3 separate regions of the Zea mays genome follow, and all the other regions are linked to region 3. Evidence: chromatin contacts called from public Hi-C data. All regions are on one chromosome and are shown on one strand. The core of a region is the stretch at or near the end of the contact, and the rest is flanking DNA. Distances in the headings are between cores, read along the strand shown.

What was found. A called contact is a pair of places that touch in the nucleus more often than the background predicts.
Region 1: a contact with region 3 is called in a Hi-C map of leaf, with 3 times the contacts expected there. The contact joins the promoter of LOC100383935 here to the enhancer-like site in region 3. A contact is called at or near these places in 2 of 25 Hi-C or Micro-C datasets (leaf and tassel).
Region 2: a contact with region 3 is called in a Hi-C map of bundle sheath, with 1.7 times the contacts expected there. The contact joins the promoter of LOC542567 here to the enhancer-like site in region 3. A contact is called at or near these places in 2 of 25 Hi-C or Micro-C datasets (bundle sheath and endosperm).

What each region holds. Positions count from the first base shown.
Region 1 is chr4:170,746,618-170,749,317 of Zm-B73-REFERENCE-NAM-5.0, reverse strand. LOC100383935 reads left to right here and starts at 1,425. Exons shown (of 4, transcript NM_001176554.1): 1 at 1,425-1,590; 2 at 1,681-1,750. The coding sequence starts at 1,479.
Region 2 is chr4:171,054,173-171,056,872 of Zm-B73-REFERENCE-NAM-5.0, reverse strand. LOC542567 (aldehyde dehydrogenase 2) reads left to right here and starts at 1,432. Exons shown (of 9, transcript NM_001112106.2): 1 at 1,432-1,671; 2 at 1,970-2,104; 3 at 2,197-2,339; 4 at 2,437-2,700. The coding sequence starts at 1,557.
Region 3 is chr4:170,900,394-170,903,093 of Zm-B73-REFERENCE-NAM-5.0, reverse strand. No RefSeq gene overlaps it. Among protein-coding and RNA genes, the nearest start is that of LOC100383369, 9.8 kb to the left of the region's middle. Within about 2 kb of position 1,348, at least 10 of the 20 cell types and tissues checked have an H3K27ac peak or open chromatin away from gene starts, as enhancers often do. A contact at or near this core is called in bundle sheath and leaf, where this site is marked.

The sequences.
Region 1 (2,700 bases), core at 176-2,675, 150 kb after region 3:
AAAATCTGATCGAGTTTCCAATTTGTATATGCTCTTAGACTGTCTCTAGCAACTATCCTATTACATTTCTTATCTCATCTTCTATTTTAAACCATATTATATAAATAATGTAATCTGCAGTATAAATCCTCTATTTTACACAATCTATTATGGACATTGTTACTACTGCTTGCCTCTTTCGTATAAAGGGCGTGTTTGGTGTGTGGCGTGTGGCGCCACTCCACACCTAAGTTGCGGCGGCCGAATCGGCCTCCACAACTGTGACGTGAAAAGTGTGGTCGGTGGCAGCGGCTTAGGCCAACTACCAAACACGCCCAAAGGCTTCTACTTCTAGTTATCAGGACTAAACACAACACACATATTTAGACGTCGGATATTATGATACCCAACAAACTAAACAAATATAAGAGCTCACCTATTTTTACTATGAGTACATCTCTAGTAGCTTATTCATCCTTATCTTTATATTCAAACTATACTCTATGAAAATACAGTCTACAGTGCAAAATAATGTTTTAGGTGACCATATAAATATATGGCTGAAACGGTTCTTATAGCATGAGTCCTGATCATCCGACACCAAAAAAATCATATATTTTTTATAACTTTTTAATTATTTAACAAAAATAAACATGAATAAATCTACTCCAGTCATATGTTATATGATTAACATAAAAATTGTACTATATATCAAGCATAAATGATTAGATCATTATAAAAATTATCACAATTGAACCACACAAAATATAGCTATGAATTAATCATAGAAATATATATATTTAGAAGCTATAGCAAAAACTTTATACTTAAATATAACCTATCATATGTTTAGTGTGTATACACCATGTAGAATCTAATAAATTTAGATTTTTATTTTATCATTTTCTATGGTATATTATAAATTTTTAAAAGATTTAGTCAAAATAAATATAAATATAAAAACACTTAGAAAAACCATATGTTCGGTTTTAGGAGATGATAGAGAAGTTGAGCGAGATTTTTTCCCAAATATAGTTGATCGGGTGTAAAATAGATTTTCTTTCTTTATTCTTAGTTCTTAAAGTATCTCCAAAAGACTATTTTTGGCTCTATATTTGACCATATATTTAATTTTTATAAAGATTACATTTTATATATAGCATCTTACTCCAACAGACTATCGATTTAATTTAGATATTCAGGTGACTAGCCAAATTTGATTAATAAGAAAGCTAATTTAGAGATTCAAATAGTTTGACGAGTTAGATAGTTAATCTGTTAGAAAGTTGTTTTAATATTTAGTAGTCAAAATTTAGCTTAATTGATTATTTAGCTAGTTTTTTGAAGATGCTATTAGTACTTGTGATTTGCAAAGGTGCCGCGTGGACCCGACCTGCCATTTTATAGCAACTTCAGTGAGTAAGCTTTCGCTAAAACCCTAGCTCCAAAAAACGAACTAGAAACGACCGCGAAGCCACAGGTCGAAGGCGGCGGCGGCGATGGGGAGCGACACGGAGACGGAGAAGAAGGCCTCGGTGGCGCTGATGTCCATCGCGAAACCCCTCGCTGGAAAGAAGCTCTGCAAGCGGACCCTCAAGCTCGTGCGACGAGGTTCGTCAGACTTTCTTCCTCGCCCACGCTCAATTAGATTCCGTGTTTGCCCCATTCGGTGATGTGATTTAGTTCTTGGTGAATTTGCAGCCTCCGAGGCGAAGTGCCTCAAGCGCGGAGTCAAAGAGGTAGTCAAGAGCATTCGCCGCGGGAACAAAGGGTAAGTCAAATCTAGCTGCGACGTATTCAGCTCTTCTCTTGGGCTGAGCTCCCTTGATCCCATAAACTGTCTAACCGAAGAAAAATATCTGGAGACATTCCTTCCAGCTACCCCTGATACGAAGGCTTACAGTACAACCATTATGTCATAATTTGGACTAAATAAAAATATGACCTAGAGCAGGAATGAGATAAGTCATGATGTAGGATAGCAATATGCAAGGAGACAACTATATCATACATGGTCCAGTGAGCCTAACCTATTTAGAAGAATGTGATGCCCATTGATCACGCAGTGGTGCATATTTATATTTTAAATCCTTTCTACTGGGTATCCCCTCTCCTCCATAGCTTTGATGTGTCGACTTCTTTTATGGGAGATTGGTACCCCCCCCCTCTCTCTCTTCTCTGGTGGGTGGAGGCAATCGGCAGACATGAACAGGTGCATGTGGCCAAGGAAACCGGTCAAAGCAGTTAGACTACTGAGATTTTAATGGCACTTAGAGCATCTCCAACGGCTCTTGATTTATTAGCTCCTAATACCTTCAGATTGGAAGCTTCCTAACAACATTTAGATCCAAATAAAAACCATTCTCCAACGGATTCCTATATATCTCCCAAAAAACATTGTAACTACTCCTGCCCGCACCGCATCTGTTCTCTTTCCTTCCGTCATCTCCTTTTTGCTCTGTCCGTCAGCGAGAGTATGAAAAAGTTTTATCTTAGATTGCGAAACTACCTCAGCGAGACCCAACGAAAACAAGATTTCCCAAATGAATGCCTCCAAAACATTGCAAGAAAGGGGAAAAAAGGAGAGCGCAAGGTGCAACTGCTCTTTGACCCAGTGCTTTTCATTCTTGTTCCTGTTCCTTCACGTCTAATTCCCCCATGGAACACTGGTTGGGGAGGACTCTGCTGCAAGTGAAGGATGATCTGACGTCTACAGAAACA
Region 2 (2,700 bases), core at 183-2,682, 150 kb before region 3:
ATGGTTGCTCGAGAACTGTTGCGCATCTTCTTATCATCTGCGGTGCGTACTAGAAGCCAACCAACTTTTCTGCATCCAGCCATCTAGGACCAGGCAGGAGCCCAACTTTCTTGTGACGACGGTCCTTGCTCGATGGATTGCCCAAGTCTGTCAGTCTGTCCGCGCATAAGCTCTACCTCTACGAGATTTTGGCCTTGCATACGCGGCCTGTCTTTCGGATTTGCTTTGCGCCTTGTCGAATTTTATTTGGCCGTATAGACCGATCAGTGTGGGCACGGTTCATTGTAGCTGGACTGCCTCCGCCCGCCCTCCACTGTGAGTTCCGGCTTTGTTTTTCACGTGAGCTCGCCATGAAAGGCTGTGGAACGATCTGTGCTGCTTACTCCACGCAGTACAGTACTTATGGCGACATCCGTCGTAATCGTCGAACCGGATTCGTCTTACTCATACGCTTCAGGATTCAAGAGCCACGAAAGCAAGAGTCGTCGTCGTGGATAAAGTAAATTACCTGACAATTCTTTTTTTTCCCTTGTTCGCACGTGGTGCAAGCTAAACTTTGCCCACCAATGTATGTTTTTATATATTTATCCTGAACAATTGGTTGCGACCGGGATTTAAAATGTTTTTATTCAACTCTACAGTTGAATGCTCGTGCATTAGACGACGGGCGGGCCCATGAGCTACGTCACCGACGAATACAACCAGATATCGAAAATAGCGAAAGGGGGAAAAGAATCCACGCTTGAGAACGAACTGCATGCGCGCGAAGTGAAACATTCGGCTGTACGTTCGTAGTGGAAAATAAAACTGGGCCAGAGCAATACCTGAAGATTTGGATGACAGATTTGAAACACGCTGGGGGGATATTTTTAGGGGTTGCTTGGTTTCTAGTGACTAATTTTTAGTCTTTCTATTTTATTCTCTAAATTACCAAATTCGGAAACTAAAACCCCCCTTAATTGGACTTTCTAGCCTACTTTAGCTTCCAATGTTTGCGTTCTAAAATTATCCCGCCCACCTTGTGGATTTGATAGGCAGAGCTCCTGCCGTTTTCGTTCAAAAAAAAATCCAATCATTTGTTTTTTTAGTATCATAAATATCAATCGCTTTTTTGTGAAAGACAAATACAAAAGCTTAATAGTCTTACAAATGTCTTTAAATCAATAAACCAAAAAAATTGTCTTAAAAAATTTTATGCAGTACATTTGTCTTTGTGGCGGCGATGGTCACCTACACGCTTGTGCTCCCATAACTGTCTAGTACTACTGATAGAGCACAACACTGTCATGCATTCCCATTCCTTTATTTATCTGGACGTGCGCCGTCAGCAAGATGGCAACTACTCCGGCGCTGTCACGCGACCCTGCTTCCCGTCCCGAGCTCGACGCTGGCCTGATATATAGCATTGGAGTTTGTTGGACCTTTGGTGGCTAGTCCCGTCCAAAAGAATCGCAACTCGCAAGGCAGCAGAGAGCGAAGGAGGCCAAGGCCATCGCTCTCCTAGCCTCGGAGACTTGCCTTTGCATACACATCCCCCCGGAGGGCGGTGTGAGGGCATGGCTGCAACCGTGAGGAGGGCTGCTTCCTCCGTCCTCTCTCGCTTCCTCCTCACAAAGCCTTCGCCTTCGCCTGCTTCTGCCGCCGGCAATAAGTCCGCTCTCCTCGGAGCAGGTGACGGTCTCTATGGACCCTATTATTTTCTTGGTTCATCTCTGCCCGTGATCGCAATCGAGCTCTGGTACTGGAACTGCAAGGGATGTCTTGGCTTGGCTTGGCTTACCATTTTCCTGTTGCCGTTTCAATCACCTTATCTCCGATAGATCACGCGCCTACCATGCGCCAACGAACTAGTTTGAAGCTACTAAGAAATTGTTCCGTCAGTCCATGGATTCTCCTTTCATCAGCGATTTGTGATTCACGCTCTCGCTGAAACTTTTGGCTCGACTCACTGGACGCGATCTGCTGCCAGGGGCTGCTGCTCTTCACAGGTTCAGCACCGCACCGGCATCCGCGGCCGCGGCCGCAGAGGAGCCGATCCAGCCCGCGGTGGAGGTGAAGCACACCCAGCTCCTCATCAATGGCAACTTCGTCGACGCTGCTTCTGGTACGTACGTACGTACGCACGCACAGCAAGCTTATTGCCTTGGGCCTGTCCTGCCGACGGCGTCTCAGCGACCGACGTGTGCCTTTCGCCAGGGAAGACGTTCCCGACGCTGGACCCGCGCACCGGCGAGGTCATCGCGCGCGTCGCCGAGGGCGACAGCGAGGACATCGACCGCGCCGTGGCCGCCGCCCGCAGGGCCTTCGACGAGGGCCCGTGGCCGAGGATGACCGCCTACGTACGTACGCGCGCAGCAGCAGAACCCGGCGCTGCCTCCATTCCATGTCGGTAGGGAGCTACACGCTGACGGACGGCAGCTCACGCATGGTTTTCAGGAGCGGTGCCGCGTGCTGCTGCGCTTCGCGGACCTGATCGAGCGGCACGCGGAGGAGGTCGCGGCGCTGGAGACGTGGGACAACGGCAAGACGCTGGCGCAGGCGGCGGGGGCCGAGGTGCCCATGGTGGCGCGGTGCGTCCGGTACTACGCCGGGTGGGCGGACAAGATCCACGGCCTGGTGGCGCCGGCCGACGGCGCGCACCACGTGCAGGTGCTGCACGAGCCGGTCGGCGTGGCCGGCCAGATCATCCCCTGGAACTTC
Region 3 (2,700 bases), core at 99-2,598:
GGCGAGTTCATGCACATTATTCCCCACAACTTGTTGAGCGATGAACTTATGTGAGCTCACTCTCGCTGTCTCACACCCCCCCACAGGTCAAGAACAGTACCACAGGATGAGGCGCATGGAGGATGCTATGACGAGTTCGTGAGAGGTCTAGGTCGTCGTCTCCCAGTCAACTTTGGGTTGCTGGACCGTTGTCTCCTTATAATGTACTTATTTATTTATTTATTTTGTATAGAACTTCTGTTATGTAGTAAAGATGTGACATTCGATCCTGTGCCATTATTCATCATATGTGTGAGACTTGGTCCCAGCACACCTGGTGTTTATGTTCGCGCCCGGGTCTTGGTGCCCGAAATCCGGATGTGACATGCATGGATCTTTTTGCTGCCGGTGCCGGCCACCGCAGTGGACCGTCGTGAAAAGCAAAGCAATGGACGGGAAGGCCTTATTGTGTTTATCACTCCTTTTTTCCTTTTTCTTCCACTCCCACTCGCGAAAGGCTAATTTTTTTGCTCCCTTTCTTTCTGACACGAGGTGACGCTTCCACATCCCGCGCACTCGATTAGCCGGCCCTAGAGCATTGTTTGAACATATGTCAATAAATGCATAGCAGCGATTTCGATCAAAAAAAAAATCCGTCCACTCTACCCTTTTTCCCTTTGTGGACTGTTCGTTTGCGCCGGATTTCACCTGATCAAACTTTATACAAACCAGATAAATAATCCAGCTAGAAATCGAAGTTACTATATCGTGCAATGTCAAGCCACACCGTGTATATTACAGCTAATAGAGGGACTGACTACCATTGACAGAGAAAGAACCAGAGCATCGAGTTTGGATTTTCTCTCTCTCTCTTTTGTATGCGCAATTATGCACCAATTTCGTTTTCTCTGATAAAAGTGACGCCGCAACAAATGTTTTGTCAAGATGTACTTGGTGAAGCGTGTAAAATACAAGACGTGACACTATAGATGATATTGTTTACATACCATTATCATTTGGTTGTTTGTCTGCATCATTTTGACCTGAGAATTACCGCGTGCATTAACTTTATATAGGCTCACATATGTTTGGTTACCTGTAAGCGGGAGACGTGGTCTATACGGACAGATGCAAAACAAACCGTTTTAGGACTATTTGGTTGCATCTGCTCGTACGGCCGTTTCAGCCGTAGCCTTGCGTGAATAGTGAAGTTTAAAATAAGAAATTAGATTGTAGATATGACAGATGATCCGCTATAGATGACCTCTCATATAGTTCCAAATTTTGGCTGATAATGCAGCTGGCATGGAAATCGCTTTCGCGAATAAAAAAAAAACTGGATTGGACAGCTGAAAGAAACTGTGCTTATCTAGTTATCTGCACCTGGACGTCGCTCTCTGCCTTTCTGTAGTGAATGGATGCGTGCAGCTCTACTGTGTAAAAATCGATCCTACGACCCATTTTTTCTTGTTCAAAACACACAGTACACAGACATTTATATATTCTCGCACGTATTCATAAAGAGCATCTAGTGTTGATGTATTCAATCGATTAATCTTGAAATTGCCGAAGCCGTCGCAGATATTTCGCTGTCCGGACAAATATGTGCATGTCAACCACCGGTCGAAATTGTTACTGTGCGCGCTAATTTGCTTGTTCTAACTTGATGTATTGCATGACTGGAGAGAGTATTCTACTTCAAAAAAAAAAAACTAGAGAATCATACTTTCTTTTGAGATGGCGACAATTATACTATCAATGGGCGCCGGTGGATATATTTGAATAGAATGATGTTCCAGTGAGCTGTTTCTTGCTAGCATACCCGGTTTAGATCTGATTCTGAAAAGCGATTCTTTTGGCAGCTTGCACGGGAGACACCCGTTGGAAAATAAAATGATAAGATACGTATGTTGACCTAGCTAACTGCTCTTATGTACGAAACCGTATACAGCTTGCCTACAATTGTCTACAAGTGATTACAGAACTCACTCTTGACGCCAATGTGGGCAGCTCCAATCACTCCGGGTGTATCGCCTGACGGTGCTCTCTACGGCGGCGCGGACGGTCCGCGGCTCTGGGCCGAACGGCCCGCGACCTAGGCGCAGGAGCGACACCTTCCTAACATCGCACCGGACGGTCCGCGATGACGTAGGGTCGTTTTCCTCCTCCTCGCTGGAACTAGATCTCGCCCCTGGGGAAAGAGATCTTAGGACGCCCTGGATCGACAGATCACCAGGAGCGTCCCCAGACGACGTGGAGTTGCATAGAAATTAAGAGATGAATTCAAGAAAGAGGCCTGGGGTGGATAACTAGATTTTGCCCCCATAGAGGGGTAAAATCCTAGAGTCGTCTTGGGTCGGCAGGTCAACCAAGACGGATCTAGACGACATAGAGTCGAATAGGGGTGGAGGTGGATATGCGGAAGACTATAACTAGAAATACGCTATATCTACTCCTAAGATAGGAATGATAAAGAAAGTAATTGGTTCGATTGGAATGTGTTTGGGCTATCAATTGGTCGTACCCCTTTATATTTATAGGGAATGATGTTTGGACCTGTTCCTAGGAGATGCCAACAACTCTCACGTGATTAGATAGATAACCACGCACAAGATAAGGATAATTACCTAAGTTGATTTGATCGCGGGGCTACGAACTATCCGAGCCCTAGGACCGGACCATCGGCCACTTTTGGTGCTGAAAGGAAAAGAGTTCACTTTA